Regions from separate parts of the Sus scrofa genome. Here region 1 is linked to region 2. Evidence: chromatin contacts called from public HiChIP or PLAC-seq data. All regions are on one chromosome and are shown on one strand. The core of a region is the stretch at or near the end of the contact, and the rest is flanking DNA. Distances in the headings are between cores, read along the strand shown. Region 1 has its middle 23 kb from the start of BOD1. Region 2 overlaps CPEB4 (cytoplasmic polyadenylation element-binding protein 4).

What was found. HiChIP or PLAC-seq counts read pairs in DNA pulled down with a chosen protein or histone mark.
Region 1: an H3K27ac HiChIP or PLAC-seq map of skeletal muscle shows a contact between it and region 2. The contact joins two enhancer-like sites. A contact is called at or near these places in 1 of 47 Hi-C or Micro-C datasets (skeletal muscle) and 1 of 2 datasets of contacts at active chromatin or transcription factors (skeletal muscle).

Annotation. Positions count from the first base shown.
Region 1 is chr16:50,754,253-50,759,954 of Sscrofa11.1, reverse strand. No RefSeq gene overlaps it. Among named protein-coding and RNA genes, the nearest start is that of BOD1, 23 kb to the right of the region's middle. Within about 2 kb of position 2,869, at least 13 of the 83 cell types and tissues checked have an H3K27ac peak or open chromatin away from gene starts, as enhancers often do. A contact at or near this core is called in skeletal muscle, where this site is marked.
Region 2 is chr16:50,464,543-50,470,042 of Sscrofa11.1, reverse strand. All of the region lies in intron 2 of CPEB4 (cytoplasmic polyadenylation element-binding protein 4), which reads left to right. Among named protein-coding and RNA genes, the nearest start is that of CPEB4, 32 kb to the left of the region's middle. Within about 2 kb of position 4,177, at least 13 of the 83 cell types and tissues checked have an H3K27ac peak or open chromatin away from gene starts, as enhancers often do. A contact at or near this core is called in skeletal muscle, where this site is marked.

The DNA of each region.
Region 1 (5,702 bases), core at 1,620-4,119, 290 kb before region 2:
CCCCTTTCCCTCATATTTCCCCCCAAAGAGAAAAAGCTTTAGGAGTTTGTTTTAAAAGTGCAACGCGGGGAGTTCCTGTTGTGGCTCAGTGGGTTAAGAACCCGACTAGTATCCATGAGGATGCGGGTTCGATCCCTGGCCTCACTCAGTAGGTTAAGGATCTGGTGTTGCCGTGATGTGGCTTGGATCTGGCGTGAGCTGTGGGATATTGGTTTGGGGACCTTACGTCTCTTGTTTCCTTGTAGAGCTACATAAACCTGAGTGGTCTTTGACCTGCCAGGGGCATGGGATTGGAGTGCAGTCCAATTCTCTTTCGGGGCTGAGCAGCTCCTGTATCTTCTGCCTTTCAAAACAATCTGCAGGATAAGAGCAGCACACAGTTGTAAACATTCTTTTTCTTCTTCTTCCTCTCTCCTTCCTCCTCCTCCCTCTCCTCCCCCTGCCCGTTTTCCCCCTCCCTCTCCTCCCCCTGCCCGTTTTCCCCCTCCCTCTCCTCCCCCTGCCCATTTTCCCCCTCCCTCTCCTCCCCCTCCCCGTTTTCCCCTTCCCTCTCCTGCCCCCTCCTCCTCCTCCTCCTCCCACTCAAACTCCCCATAAGAACCAATGGAGAACCTCAACTCCCTGTGAAATATCTGACTTAGCCAAGTAGCTATGCAATAAGCATTTGAATAGGATGTGGGTCCCAAACCCTTGGGAGCGCCCTTAAAAATGCCTGAGGAGGGCTGACGTATACTGATGTGTCCATCTCTGGATGAATTACTGGCTGGATAGGCAAAACTTTCATAAATATCCCCAAAGCGGGAGAGCAAAATAAATAAATAGGAAAATAGATTAAAAGAGGTGTAAGACCAGCTAAGAAGCCAAGGCTTGAAAGAAGGTCATGCAGGAAGGCAAACAAGGAAAGCAAAAGGGGAAACTAAATCCATTCATTTTGTAAAATAAAGTTTACATTTTCAACCAGTTTTAGATGCACGGAAAAATTGCAAATACAATACAGAGCATTCCCATCTCTTCCACACCCAGTTTCCTCTATCATCGACGTCTTGATTAGCATGATGCATTTGTCAAAATCAAGGACCCAAGAGAGTTCCCGTCATGGCTCAGTGGAAATGAACCTGACTAGTATTCATGAGGACACAGGTTCGATCCTTGGTCCCACTCAGAGGGTTAAGGATCGTGTGTTGCTCTAGCTGTGGCAGAGGCTGGCAGCTGTAATTTAGATTCAGCCCCTAGCCTGGGAATATGCTGCACCTGCAGCCCTAAAAAGCAAAAAAAAAAAACCCACCAATATATTACTGAGTTTTTACTTACTGCCCATGATCCCACCTTGCATTTAGTGACTGTGTCTTCTTACACTCCCCGTGGTTGTGACAGTTTCTTAGACTTTCCTTTCTTTTTATAATCTTGACCATTTGAGAAATACTGGTCAGGTATTTTGCAAAACATCCCTCAGCTGCAATTTGTCTATTATTTTTCCCATAAGACTGGTTATAGGTTTGGGGAAGGAGGACCACAGAGGTAAAGTGCCGTGCACGTCACCTTGTGTCAAGGGAACCTGCCATGATATGACTTAGGTCGGTATGACTTATGCTGATGTTGACCTTGACATCTGGTTGAGGCAACATCTGTCAGGTTTCTCCACTGTCAAGTGACCTTTTCCCTGTTTGCATACGTCTGTCCTCTGTGGAGGAAGTTACTGCATGCATCCCACACTTACAGAGAGGGGAGCTATACTGCCCCTCCTTGAGGGAAGACAAGCGACATCAATTATGTAGCCCTTGGGAGTTCCCTGGTGGCCTGGAGGTTAAAGGATCAGCATTGTCATTGCTGTGGCTCGGTTCATTGCTATGGCGCAGGTTCCATCCCTGGCCCCAGAACTTCTGCATGCTGAGGGCACAGCCCAAAGAAAGAGAGAGAAAGGAAGGAAGGAAGAGAGAGAGAAAGAGAGAGAAAGGAAGGAAGAAAGAAAGAAAAGGAAAGGAAAAGAAAGGAAGGAAGGAAGGAAGGAGGGAAGGAGGGAGGGAAGGAGGGAAGGAAAGAAAGAAAGAAAAGGGAAGAAAGAAAAGGGAGAAAGAGAAAAAGAAGCAAAAGGAAAAGGAAGGAAGGAAGGAAGAAAGAAAGAAAGGAAAGAAAGAAGAAAGAAAGAAAGAAAGAAAGAAAGAAAGAAAGAAAGAAAGAAAGAAAGAAAGAAAGAAAGAAAGAAAGAAAGAAAGAAAGAAAGAAAAGGGAAGAAAGAGAAAAAGAAGCATGTACCCTGGGCCATCTCAGCTGTAGCAGTCATGCTGGCTGACATGCCCACCAGAATCTTGACCTAATATACCCATCAGTTTTCCAAATAGTAGTGGAAAGGTTTTCTTTCTCCTACCCTGAGAAGATTGTTTAGAAAAAGAAAAAGAAAAAAGGTCAGTTAGAAAACCGCAGCAAAATCATCTGTTCCCAGAGCATCTCTCTTCCTCCTCTCTTTGAATGAGTGACCAGCACTGAGGTGTGTGTCCAGAGCCCCTGAAGTGACAGGCTCTCCTACCAATGGCCCAGAAGCACCTGGTCAGGGGAGATGGGGCCCCTGGGACTCCTGAACGGGTCTCAGCTCTGGGAGAATGCCACCAAGAATTTTTCCACTCTGTGATGACAGGAAGGGCTCTCCTGGGTTAGGCTGTGTCATCAAAGGCAGAAACAATTTGGAAAAAAACAAGATCTTGCTAACCAAAGCAAAGGTTATTTTTACCACAGAGACCAGGTCATCTGTTAAAATCCTGCAGCGGCCAGCGTTTGTCTGGCCATTATAGGCGCTTTTCATTACAGAGCTCATTTGCTGTGAGTGTTTCAAGGAGTCAAGTGAGAGCCCGGCCAAGGTCATGGTGTCATCTAAGGCCTGAGGTTCGTCAGCCACATCACGCTTCCTGGCGCTGAGCTGTCTGGGCCGGGCCCTCCGCCCACACACCAGCACCCAGGCCGAAGGAGACATGGATTTTGGCTTGCTCAGTCCTTGAGGGCAGACTCCCAGGCCTGAGCTGCAAGTTTCTGGCGAGATCACGTGCCCTGTGCATGGATCCTTTGCAGCAGGACAAGAAAATATTCTCCAATGGCTGGCTGCGGTCAGGTTCAGGGCTGACTGAGATGTCTGCATTCCTGAATCCTAAATTGAGAAGATATCTCTAGTTAAGGCATTGCCCCCCCGGAAGCTATTTGTGGGTTTTTTTTGTTTTGTTTTTAATTTTTCTTTCTTTTTTTGCTTTTTAGGGCCACACTCACGACATATGGAAGTTCCCAGGCTAGGGGTCGAATTTGAGCTGCAGCTGCCAGCTAGGCCACAACCACAGCAACGCCAGATCTGAGCTGAGTCTACTCCACAGCTCACGGTAACTTCAGATCCCCAACCTGCTGAGCGAGGCCAGGGATCGCACCCAAATCCTCATGGATACTAGTTGGATTCATTTCTGCTGCACCACAGTGGGAACAACTTAAATTTTTAATTATAGTTGATTTACAGTGTTCTGTCAATTTCTGCTGTATAGCAAAGTGACCAGTTAGTTATATACATTTATATACATTTTTTTTTCACCTTATTCTCCGTGCTGTTCCAGCACAAGTGCTTAGATATAGTTCCCTGTGCTATACAGCAGGATCTCCCAGCAGCTATTTGAAATGGGCTTTCAGCTCCCAAAATGCTTGCTGTGGGCTTCCCAGCCTCTTCCAGAGAGACCAGCGGAGTGGTGCTAGGCGGTGGTTAAAGCTGGATTGGAATCCTGGAGCCACCGCTCACTTGCCGTTGGGCTTGGAACAGTTCCCTGGAGCCTCTCTGGCCCTCAGTTTCTAACTGCAGATGCGATGGCTTGAAGGGATGTCTGCAAAGTACCTGAAGAGAGCGGATTGCAAACGATCAAGAGAGTACGTGATAAAGAAGACATTTCCTCCTCTGACCCAGAGCGCCAGCTCATGATGCTTAAAAAACAAAGCGATTCCACATTTCCACTGCTTTCCTTCTTTTTTTCAGGAGCAGTATTAGGTTCATAGCAAAATTGGAGAGGAAGGGATAGAGATTTCCAGTAGACCCTCTATCCCCACATGTTCACAGGCGCTCTCATTCTCTCCATCACTCACCAGAGTGGTACTTTTTTTTTTTTTTTTTTTTTTCCAGACCAAGGGTGGACCTACATTGACACATCACAATTACTCACGGTCCACAGTTTATCACAGGATTCACTGTTGGTGTTTTACATTCTCTGGGTTCAGATGAAAATATAATGACACATATCCTTTATTCTAGTGTCATACACAGTATTTTCACTGCCCTAAAAATTCTCTGTGTTCCCCCTGCCCAACCCCTGGCAACCTCTGATCTCTTCACTGTCTCCATAGTTTTGCCTTTCCGGAATGTCATCTAGTTGGAATCCTACAGTATTCAGCCTTTGCAGATTGGCTTCTTTCCCTTAGTAACATGCATTTAAACCTCTTCCATGTCTTTTTGCGGCTTTCTTTTCAGCCCTGAATGCTATTCCGCTGTCTGGGTGGACCACAGTTTATTCATTCACCTACCGAAGGACATCTTGGTTGCTTCCAAGTTTGGGCCATTACAGATAAAGGTGCTATAAAATATTGTATGCAGGTTTTTTGTGGACATAGTTTTTAACTCTGGGCAAATACCAAGGAACACGATTGCTGGATCGTATGGGGAGAGTGTCTTTAGTTTTGTAAGAAACCACCAAATTGTCTTTCAAAATGGCCATATCATTTTTTTTAATTGAAGTATAGTTGACTTATGATATTATATTAGTTTCGGGTGTACAACATAGTGATTCAATATTTTTGTAGATTATACTCTATATAATTTATTTTAAAATACTGTACATTCCTTGCTGTACATCGCATCCCTGTGTCTTATCTGTTTTATACTTAGTAGTTTGTACTCTTAATTCCCTACACCTGTCTTGCCCCCGCCCCACCGCCCTCTCCCCACTGGTAATCATTAGTTTGTTTTCTATCTGTGAGTCTTTTTCTTTTTTTGAATGGCTGCACCCACGACATATGGAAGCTCCTAGGTCAGGTTGAATCCGAATCACAGCTGCGACCTGTGCTGCAGCTGTGGCAATGATGGATCCTTTAACCCACTGTGCCAGGCCAGGGATTGAACCCAGGCCTCCGATGCCATCAGATTCTTAACCCACTGGGCCACAGCGGGAACTCCCGTTTTGTTTTGTCTATGTTTGTTCGGCTCTTTTGTTTTTTGGTCAACCCCCTAGCCTGGGAACTTCCATATGCCATGGGTTCGGCCCGAAAAAGACAAAAAGGAAAACGGCTGTGGTCCTTGGGCCCCTTGCTTAACCTCTAGTCTCCGTTCCTTCAGTTGCCAAATGAGAATCAGACCACCGACCCGACCGGGCGGTTTTGAGGATGCAGTGAATGAAAGCTTGCAAAACAGTGCGTGCGGTTCTGATCTGGGACCTTCTCCCTCAGAGAAACGCTTCCACTCGGATTCTCATTTCTATATCCATTTGTAGGGCCCTTCAGCAGACATGCTTGTCTCATGGGGTGTGTTGGCGCGTGCTGGGTGCTGGCAAAAGAAGGGTAAGCAGAGCCTGAGCGGCTCCGAGGGTTGACTCCAGGGCAGGCAGAAGTGATTTTCCAGAGTGAGGAGCAGGGTGAAAGCTGGGGTTGGGGGCCAGACTTGCGCTCAGATTGCGGTCATCTCTCCAACTCTATGA
Region 2 (5,500 bases), core at 2,928-5,427:
CCCTCCCAAAGTTAAAAGAGGGAAAAGAGTGAATTTGTTGCTGTTCAACAGTAAAAATTTGCAAAAGGAATACTTTTTAACTAGCTTTAAACTAGTTACTACTTTTCGAATCTGATTTGGAGATGGCCAGGCTACCTCTGGGCTTCATTTTTTTGTCTAGTAGATGGATTCTGATTTCAGCCCCACACCAGTGCACTCCATTCTAAAAGCAAGGCATTGTTTTATTCTGGGTATTACCTGGTAACCAGTCAATTAAGAACATTAGTGGAACTCTGAAGGGAAAGCAGTTCCATAATCTCTTTGGAATCCAACTGGGCTGATGCCAGTTGCTGTACACTGGGAAAACGGAGGAATCAGCCACCCAGAAGACCCTTTTTAGTTCTTGAGAAACCAACAATAAAGTGGAGCTCTTAATTCTGAAGAGCAATCATGATTAATTGAATTATAAAGGAAAAAAATCTAACTTCTGCTAGCTATGATTTTCCAAATAATAAATGCTGGCGTGGTTAATTACATAGAGATATTTAAATCAGCCACTTGGTCTCTGTATTATAAAAGATCAGAAGTCGTTAGCTTATATTAGATTTTCCCAAATTGTAGGAAATAAAAAGAGAAGCATTTAGGATTATATTAAGACCTGGTATTATCTTAAGTCAACCACTTCCCTCTAGATTTTGATTTCCTCACCTGTAAATGGAGGACTTGAATTTAGTGGTCTTTGAATCACTCTCAGCAGTTCTGTACGGTTCTTCCTAAGTGACAAAATTGAAGGTTTTTATGATTTAATGACGAAAAGTAGTGTATGGGTTTCCTGTGAGTTTGGGTGTGGCAGCATTTAATATTGAGTAGCGTGTAAGAAGGAATATAATCAGAAATCAGATTTATTCAGCTGAGTGAAGGCTTTGTTTCTAGACTGCATCTTTTCGAGATAGGCCTAAAGATACTATGTTTAGGAAACACTTATTTAAACTTGGCCTTATGTAATGTTTCTGCTCTCAATTTGTAGACCTCTTCAACGATGGGAATTATTTGATGGGGTCTATGAACCTGTTAGAACAAAGCATTCTAGAGAGATGATAGATTTGTCATGTCTGTTTGCATGATAATCTTTCAAAAGCATGTGGATGCTGATGTAATACAATTAAAACACATCCAGAGGTGTTGCTGAATTCATCGTAGCCTTTTATTATTAAGAGTTTTTGTTGTGGTTGTTTTACTTGTAGTCAATCCACTGGAGTGAGGCTTGAGAGCTTGTTAGGCTTTTTAGGGTGGGGAGTCTCTCTGAGATATTTTGATCAAAGTAGGTCTTAATAGTTATGAAAGATTATGAAACACTGCTGTAGAGAGAACTTCTCTAAATTGTTCAGCTTTAAATTCCTGCTATTAAAATGTTCCGCATTAAAAAGAACATTTAAAAAAGGAGTTTGGAGCTCCCGTCGTGACTCAGCGGGAAGGAATCCAACTAGAAACCATGAGGTTGTGGGTTCAATCCCTGGCCTCTCTCAGTGGGTTAAGGACCCGGTGTTGCTGTGAGCTGTGGTGTAGGTCGCAGACCTGGTGTTGTGGCTGTGGTGTAGGCCGGCAGCTGTAGCTCCAATTGGACCCCCTAGCTTGAGAACCTCCATATGCCTCAGGTGCAGCCCTAAAAAAAACAAAAATAAATAAATAAATGAAGTTTAAGAAATAAAAATAAAAAAGGAGTTCAATAGAGGAAATGAAGAAGAGGACAGAGAATGACAAAGTCAGTTACCCTATCCTAGTGCTAGATTATCTTCTCTACCAAATAAAACTTTGGAACTTTGTCTCTGGCATCTAAAGCCATCTTTCTGCCTTTTGAGGCATGCCAGGTGTGTGGACTGTTTAGGCTACATCTGGCACTTGGGGAGCCATGTGACAAGAGGGGTGCCCCCTGGAGTTGAGTAACATGGCAGCTCTTGTTAGGAGGGGAGAGGGCCTTCAAGCCACATGGTTTGGAAGTAACTTACGTTTTAGTTCCTGCTTATGTTCTAGTTCCACAAACATTTGAGCATATTCCATGTGCTGGGTAGTAGTGGACCACAGGACACATTCGATTGCTGGTCTGCATATTTCTTTTTTGAAGTAGACCTGGATATTCTGTATAGGAAGCAGGGTTAACAACCAGTTTCAAGGGAAAGGGCAGTTACCTCTGATACCATTTCTCTGCATTTTCTTCTTTGCCCCTTCTGAGAATTATCTCTAACTTAAGATTACTTACAGTAATCTTTCATGTGAATTTTTTTTTTTTTTTTTTTTTTTGCTTTTTAGGGCCACTCCCACAGCATATGGAGGCTCCCAGGCCAGGGGTCTAATCAGAGCTACAGCTGTCGGTCTACGCCACAGCCACAGCAACACAGGATCCAAGCTACATCTGCAACCTCCACCACAGCTCATGGCAACACTGGATCCTTAACCCACTGAGTGAGGACAGGGATTGAACCTGCATCCTCATGGATCCTAGCTGGGTTCATTAACCACTGAGCCACGAAGGGAACTCCCTCATGTGATTTTTTTGTGTGTGTGATCTCCGCTTTATAGCTGAAGAAACTGCAGTTCAGAGAGATACAACAGCTTTTGTAAAGTCACTCAGCGAACTGGTACCTAGCGAATCAAGATAGGAACACATTGCATCTGGTTCCTGATTCAGTAGCTTAGGTATTTATTGTGTAGTGTTTATGAGGGGAAACAAATGTTTAAAAAAAAAGTTTGTCTTAGTATACTTCGGACAGTAGGCATTCAGGTTTCTTAATTTTTGTGTAGGAGACTGGGGACAGAATTGAAAATGTGTATTTTATCATAATCTTCTGTAAAAGATCCATACCTCACACCTGCTGATTTCTTATCGAGAGTGCCTTTAGGGGGTGGAGGTCAAAATAGAATCACTGAGGGAGCTTTTCCAAGCTGGCTTGTTCTTTTTGCTGATTCTGATTCACCAAGTCTGTCATGAGACTTAAGCATATGTGTATTCCAGCAGTGATTCAGATAGACTGCCCTCCCTCCTCACCCCCACCCTCACTCCACTTTGAGAACCACTTCGGGTAGATGTATAAAGTCTAAAGCTATGGGGGCTGCTCATAAAACAAATACATATCAAGCAAACACTAAGTGCCAGGCACTATTTTAGGCCTTTGGGATATATCAGGAAATAAAAACTTAGACTCTTGGCCTAATGCAGCTTATCCTCCAAATAATTTGCAGACATCTTTGAACAGTCTGTTTATTTTTAAGGCTAATGAAAAGAGGAAGACTCAGTGCCTTGAGTACTGATAAAGGAAAATAGGACCTGGGCCTTTTGAGAAATAACAAAGGTGAAATTAGATTAGATGTGAAATCAAAGCTCATTCTTCGTTAAGATTCAGTAAAGTCATTAGGATTTACGTTAAATTAGAGATTAGCGTTAATGATAGGTATGTATGCAGAAAGCCAACCACTGACTTAGCTCATTGCTTTTTGGGGAGGGGCTCGTCTCATCTCTAAAGTTCTCCATCATCCATACGTAATTTAGCTTAGAGTCCCAAGGGATTTCATGAATTTGTCTTGATCTTCTTCATGTTGGTACAGAGAACCATTTCTCAAAATCGTTTTTACTGGAGTTCCTACTGTGGCCGTGTGTCTCTGCAACACAAAAACGAAGGCTAAATCCCTGGCCTGGCACAGCAGGTTAAAGGATCTGGAGTTGCCCCAGCTGCGGTGGAGGTCACAACCATTGTGGCTCAGGTCTGATCCCTGGCCAAGGAACTCCATATGCCAAGGGGCCAAAAAAGAAAGAAAGAAAAAAAAATCACCTTTACCTTTGGGGGAGTTCTACAATTATTTATTTTTATTCACTGGTTCTTTTAAAATATGTCTCTTATAACACATATTTCTTTTCATCAGCCTTTTTGCAAGGTAGGAGGATTTTAATGTACTGCCTTGGCTTTGTTTCTAGATTACTGAAAACTTTTCTAGTACCCATTGGTCTGTTTTTCCACTTTTCTTTCCGTTATATTATCTTCTTTTTTTTTTTTTTTTTTAAACTGACTTTGGCTGGTTTATTTTGGATAAAAACTATGCCTAGTTTTTTAAAGCTTAAAAAATTGCCATTAATCACTGGTATCATAACATCCTCTTAAGGCAAGTTATCTTGTTGCTCTGTCCTCTAAATGTAGCATCCAGAGTCAGAAGGCCTCTGGCAGGGATAAAAATAGCCTTCCTGCTGGCTGGTTTGTTGTTAGGTTTACTGGCAGTAGGAAATCTTTTGAATTCCTTAATTGGATCAGCTCTTTGCTAGTGTCTCTCTAGACATTCCCTTCTGCCTGAAATTCGTAAATGTTTTAGATCTTCCAACTTTGTACCTGCCCTGAGTCAAAGCAATCCTTCTACATGAAACCAACCTTAAGCTATAGAAACATAACCCATTGACTTATCTTAAAGATAAATGTTAAATTTTTTGCCACCGTGACAGTCTGTTTTTCAGCTATCATATCAGAATTGAAAGATTGAATCTGAGCTATTGGTACAAAAGGAAGATCCTCCTTGGCTTTTATTAAAAGTAGCATTTTTAAGCTGAATTTTCAAAGTTTTCATTTCCTAATATACTTCTGCTTCTGCCAGTTTGGCTATCATAAAAGTAAAGAGGTTTTTTTTCTCTTCTCTTCCCCGGCGAAGAATTATATCCCTGTTTGTAACTCAGAACATTAGCAAACTCGCTTCTCTGAAGCTGAAAAAATCCCCCCATAATATGGCCACTCCCTTCTCCAAGGTTCCAGTTTGGGTCTTATGTGGCTTAGAGGAATTTTTCCTTTTTCTTTCTCTCACAAGTAGAAAATTATTGATTATCTCTGGCTTAGAGTTGATGAGGGAAAGGGAATGAATATTAATTGAGCACATAACTCTAAACTGGGGAGCTTTTCTGGGCATTCTGCAAAAATTATTTCTTGAATTTCTTACATGTAAATGGAAATCTCTGTTTCTCTGAGGTTCAGAGAAACAAAGTAATTTGATCTAGCTCACAAGATGGGCTTTGTCCAGCTCTACTCTTTTCACTGCGTGTTTCACTGCGTGGCAGAGACCACCAGTTGCTGGCTTTGTTTTTTTCATTCATTCAGCAGCTACTTATTGAGCACCTTCTCTTCTCTAAGCTCTGAGTTTCGAGACCCAAAATCTGTCCTTAAGGATTTTGTCACCCTAGAGGAAGAGAGTTTAGAAATAGATAATTTAAATATGGTATAATAAGTATAAGGGGTGTTGTATGGAGCCCATAGGCCTGTCTAAACCAGAGAGCAGGTGGCTTGGGGCAGGGATTTTCCGTAGGTTGCGAGACCTGTGAAAGAAGCTACCTGGACAAAATTGTGGAAGCTTGAGTGGTGAAACAACATCGGAAGCAGAGAGAAAGGAAGGCGTGCCAGAGGAAAGAACCAGAAGTAAAAGTTAATGCCCCATCCTGCCAAAAAAAGTTAGTGGGCCAGTACTTCTGAAAGTCCAGAATACCTACTGCGAGAAG